2 separate regions of the Rattus norvegicus genome follow, and region 2 is linked to region 1. The links are chromatin contacts, called in public Hi-C maps. All regions are on one chromosome and are shown on one strand. The core of a region is the stretch at or near the end of the contact, and the rest is flanking DNA. Distances in the headings are between cores, read along the strand shown.

Region 1 (2,700 bases), core at 95-2,594:
AGGAAGAGGCCAAGCAGGGGTTTGAACTAAGGCCCCAATGCCTGCTGGGTTAGTACTGAGTCACAGTTTTTAAAAGATGCTTTTAAAAGTTATTATTAATTATTTGCATTAAATTTATTTATGTGTATGACTGTGCACCACATGAGTGTCAGGGGGTCAACCAGGGGTTGTGACCTGCCATGTATGGTGCTGGGAGCCCAACATGGGTCCTCTGTAAGAGCTGCAAGTGCTCCCAACCTCCCAACTGACTCTGCAGCCTCTAGAGTTGCTCCAGAGTTGGTTTGCTTGTTTTCTTTCTCTTTATTCTCCAGAAGCTGTTTTATGCCTACTGCACTCTTCATGTGTGTGAATTCTTTTTTGCTTTATAGCACATTCATGATGGAAAGTACAGTAATGTTACGGAAAGCCTAAAAAGTCATTGTTTTTTAAAAAGTTAATTACGTACATATTATCTTTAGAATGAACTTTCTACTCCTGCATCTACTGTGCTCATTTCCACACTCAGTCGTTCTTCCTGTTAAGTGCCAGTGTCTGCACAGACTGTGGCTAGCAGGCAGCACGCACGCCTGCTCCCACAAAGGGTGCAGCCCCACGGGTGTGGAAGGACTGTTCACTTTTGGAAGTAGCAGAACGACGGACTGTGCTTGCTGTCAGGGCCTCTGCTCTCACAGCAGGAACCTCTGTTCCTGATTGCATGCTGGGCCAAGTGATGAGTGGGTATAATTGTTCTGCATTCTGGTTTTTCTTCAAAGGAGTGTTTTTTAAATCCACATTAAAAAAGAGCTTGGAACAGTGTTTATGTAAATGAAAAGAAGCCATTTGCTAGGTGAGAGAGAGTGTAGTCAGAGGAAGATAAAGGAGATTAACACTGTGTCAACTGTCAGTCTCAGTTTTGGAGAGAGAAGCAGAAAAGAAAGGCCAATAGTGATGAGTTAAAGCATGACCAGAGTCTCCACTGTTTACAAGAACCGAGCGTGTGGGTGTGTTTACCTCAGGAGTCCCTCATCTGTGCTGTGGACTGCCTGCCACTGCACCTCCCCTCGGGGGAAGGCAGGGCATGCAGAGCAGACTGTGGTCTCTGAACCTTTTATTTGCGTTCTCTTTTCTTTTCCCCTCTCCTTTCTCTCCTCCCTTCTCTCTTCCATGTTATTTTTGCTACATTTGCTGTTTTAACCTGTCAGTTACAAAATAATTACTATGTCACCATGGCTGGCGGCTCATATAGGAGAAATCTGCCGTCTCTTAATCAAAGGTGATTACAGTTTTTCCTGTCTGTAAATGTGCTTGTTGAGTAACGGCAAGGCATTAGTCTCAGGCTGATGTGCGGATTGAAAGGCAGCAAGAGGCAGTGGCATTGTTATCTCCCCAGGCGTGGCTAATGAATCGCATTTCCCTGTTCTGCTGGTCACGCCAGACAGTGCCCTCTGCCAGGGCTAACCCTCCTGTAAAACGAACGCTCCCTAAGATTATTGCTGCAAGAACAGAAATGCTGGCCGAGCCAGGGTCGCCGAGCGCCAAGAGGACAGCTGCGCTCCACACAGATACTCACAGTGATAGCTCTGACAGAGGTTGGAGAGCTTCAGCGCAGAAGGCAAGTCGGGACCTATCCTGTCAGAATTTCAGTAGCAAGCGAGTGCGTGTTTATGTTTCAAAGCAGGTCTCCTCTGAAGTGAAGGAAAGAAATGGTTTTCATTTTTACTGTTTAATTGAGAGGACATTGAGACCCAGGGGTTGAGTCTTCTTGACTAACTCAGCCATTTTAGAGGAAGTTTATCTGAAGCATTGATGGATTGAAGTAAATCTGAAGCGTATGTGTGTGTCATATGTGTGTTGTATGTGTGCATGTCATATATGTGTGCATCCTGTACACCAACTACATGCATGCTTTTCATTAACAGTGAACATTCTCGATGCCTGGTTCATACCTGTAATCCTGAAATCTGGAAGCTGAAGCAATAGGATTTTCATGACTTTGAGGCTAGCCTGGGCTATACTGTGATATTCCAAACAAAGACACCCCTCCCCCCATTTATATCTCAGGCTGATCCTTTGTAATTTCTGAGCATGTGGTTGTTTAATAAACACCAGCCTAACTTAAGCTTAAGTGGTGTGTGCCCACAGAGGACAACTGGAGTCAATTGTGAGGCATAGACTGCCCTCCCAGGAGCCAGAGGTCTCTTCTAGGTGGGGCTGCCCTTCCAGACCCTTGTCCGTTTTTACATTAAAAGCTTAAGATAAAATGGTAATGCTCATTCTAACAGGCCTGGGGCCACGCTCGGGTTTGGAAGTCAGTGCAATGCGACACTTGACAATTTCTCTTTCAGCGTGAGCAATCACAGGGAAGAGGGACTGATTTCTGCACAGCTGTCTTCTGAAGGTCTTGCTCAGTGTATCCAGAAATCTAATTCTCTGGCCTCCTTTAGTTGAAAATTTACTGGCTTTACACAAGTCCTGTGATCCATTGAAATGCTAACGTGGGTCATGTCTCAGCTGCCACAGTGCTGAGCAAAAGCCTTCATTAAAATTCTGGTTATCCTGCAACTGTCAGAGGACCATGCTGTTAGAGGTTCCTGAGGAAGACTTTAGCCTGGTGAGATCGCATGTCACAGCCCTGCTTCTGTCTGCTGAGCATCCTCAGCGCTGTTCTCCTGTATAGCGTTGCAGATAGACCAGAACAAACCGCGCTTCTACATCTGTCTT
Region 2 (2,700 bases), core at 21-2,520, 59 kb before region 1:
ATTTCCTGTTGCTCTATTGTGGGAGGGCATGTGCACTGTGGCCTGGCTGTGGAGATCACAGGCCAGCTTTTGGGAGTTCTCTGTCTCCTTGCACCATGTGTTGTGAGGCGTAGGCAGGCTCCGGTACCTTTACCTGCTGTGCTGTCTCCCAGCTCTTCTCCGTTGTTTTTGGTTCTGTTTCTCCTTACTGATGTCTTAAGTTCATTTTGTCACAAGTCAGGAAACAAATGGCCTGTCCTGACAGCAGAGTGGGTGCTGTCCTTGGAGGCCAGCTTGTCACAGAGCTGAGATCGCCTCAATGTGGGCTGCTTCATGCCACAAAGAGTTAAGCAAAGACTGACTTATTTTTAAATGGTTTTTGTTTTGTTTTAAATCATAGAAACATTATTATTTTTTTAAATCAAGGTCTCACTTTGTAGGTCTGGCTGACCTGGAACTTGCTCTGTAGATCAAGCTGGCCTCAAACTCACAGGAATCTGCCTGCCTCTGTCCCCCAAGTGCAGGGGTTAATGGCGCGCACCACTTCCTGCAGACGCACCACATTTTAATTGGAATGACTATGCGAAAGAGGACAGAGGAGGCAGCGTGGGCAGCTGCTGTTTGAGCATAGGCATGGCCGACCAGTGTGCCGCTTACCTCCCCTTTGCCGACACTGTCAACTGACTGGTTGGTCCAGGGGAGTGGCATCTCGCTTATGCTCTTTCCTTTGGAGAACCGTGAAGTGCGTTGCGTGCTCTGCTGGGCAGCCATGCCATCCTCGAGTGGCTCCTCTTCTCGGCGTGCTGAGCATTGGGAAAGTGAGACCCAGTCACACAGATCGTCCACCTCTGCATGTAAAAGTGGCTGAAGAGTAAATTCTGTGGCTCCAGCATTAGGAAATATTTGAAATCTAATTAGAAAAGTGAGTGGCACAGTGACTGTAGAGTAGTCAGGAAAGGTGGGGAGTTCCTGTTGCTCACCATAGAATCTAGAGTGCAACACTTCCTTTCCCGCCTGTTTAAGAGTTATTTTATTTTGGGAATATAAATGTTAGCAGAGTCCTGCCAGCAGATGTGAGTGTTAGGTCCAGGGCAGGCAGCACTGATATGACATTAACAGGAGGGCTGAAGTACTGTTCATGTCTTTTGGTTCTGTTTTGCTTGCATCTTGCCATGGTGTATACTTTGTAGCTGGCAAAGCACAGTAAATACCAAGCTGCTGCCCAGGACACTGTGTCGGTCCCCCCCCCCCCCCTCCGTGTTCACACGAGTGAGAGTGCTGCTGCCCAGGACACTGTGTCCCCCGCTTTGTTCACATGAGTGAGAGTGCTGCTGCCCAGGACACTGTGTTGGACCTATAGCTATGTACTTGGAATGCTTGAAGTATCTGGGTCCCTGTGAGGAAGGTGGTGAGACAAGGGAAGGTGCACACATCGTGAGGCTCTGAAGGCTTGGCTTCGGACGCCTGCACGGTTATTTAACAGCTGCGAGCCTTTGCTCAGTTTATTTAACCCATCATTGTCTTAACCCTCACTATAAATTGGATTATGAGGCTAAAGTTAATAAAGCCTGAGCTAGCTCACACAGCAGTCACTCTGCAACTGTAATGTAGTTGTCGGCCAGTGCTACTGCACTGATAACCGCGAGCTCGCAGATGAGAATTACATTTTGACATTTTTCACGCAACTGATTCTGCACGTAGTGCCCAATATTAATGCCTACTTCAAGATGAAATAATTATTTTCTGGTTTTAATGTTTGAGTGAGGAATGGCGAATAATAAAAATGTCTCCGTAGCAAAGGTGACATGCTCATAGGAAATTTATCTGTGTTTTTCATACATTTTCTGTGTGTGTATTTATGTGTGCACATGTGGGTGTGCATTTGCTATATGGACATGCAGTAGAGACTGGAGGAGAACTTTTGGGAGTCTCTCCTCCTACCATAGATTCTGGGTCTCAGATGCGGGTCTGCAGGCTCGCCTGGCAAGGGCCTGTGGAGCCCCTTGCTGGTCCCTTCCTTCTCTGCGTTTCACAGCGAGCACAGAATGTTGTATGGAGAGGACAGTAGCTTAAGCTTGCTGCACTGGGAGTGGAGTGGAGACTGCTGCCATGGTACAGCGGGGCCCGTGAGCACGTTGGGCTGTCTGAGGGCTTCTGTTTGTGTGTTCAGTTAGAGGATTATAGTCAACAGGTAGGAGAGGTGCACACTGTGCTGTGCACAGACTGAGTGTATGCGAGGGTAGACCAGGATGGCCTTAGCCTCACAGCCATTAAAGATGTGTCTCACCACCACAGCCGGCCTGACACACTGTTACCGCTCACGTTTCTATTTTCCTAATTTGTTCTGAATTAGTTTGCCAAAGCTATGAAGTAGTAATAGTTTTCATTGTATGATGACTGTATGAACATACATGCTTACTTAAGTATTTGACTTAGTGACTTACGCATCCTGAAGACATGTGACATCTACTAAGACTTGGATGAGTAACAGGTCTTATTGTGAAATTACGAAAAGATAGCCACTCAAATTCTTTCATACGAAGAGTAGAAAGGGATTCAGTGAACTAGAATTATTAAACTAAACATGCTTGAAATTGAGAGAGCAAGCTGAAGTTGAACTTTCTACTGTAAATAACATCAGTGTGTTACCGCAGGCAACTTACTGAACCATGTAATTGGTTTTTTTAAAAGAAAAATGGGACATTTATACCAAGATTGTAG

Evidence for each region. A called contact is a pair of places that touch in the nucleus more often than the background predicts.
Region 2: a Hi-C map of psoas muscle shows a contact between it and region 1, with 1.7 times the contacts expected there. The contact joins two enhancer-like sites. A contact is called at or near these places in 3 of 12 Hi-C or Micro-C datasets (liver and psoas muscle).

The regions. Positions count from the first base shown.
Region 1 is chr12:43,563,420-43,566,119 of GRCr8, reverse strand. All of the region lies in intron 2 of Med13l (mediator complex subunit 13L), which reads left to right. Among named protein-coding and RNA genes, the nearest start is that of Med13l, 100 kb to the left of the region's middle. Within about 2 kb of position 1,344, at least 9 of the 93 cell types and tissues checked have an H3K27ac peak or open chromatin away from gene starts, as enhancers often do.
Region 2 is chr12:43,622,616-43,625,315 of GRCr8, reverse strand. All of the region lies in intron 2 of Med13l (mediator complex subunit 13L), which reads left to right. Among named protein-coding and RNA genes, the nearest start is that of Med13l, 42 kb to the left of the region's middle. Within about 2 kb of position 1,270, at least 1 of the 93 cell types and tissues checked has an H3K27ac peak or open chromatin away from gene starts, as enhancers often do.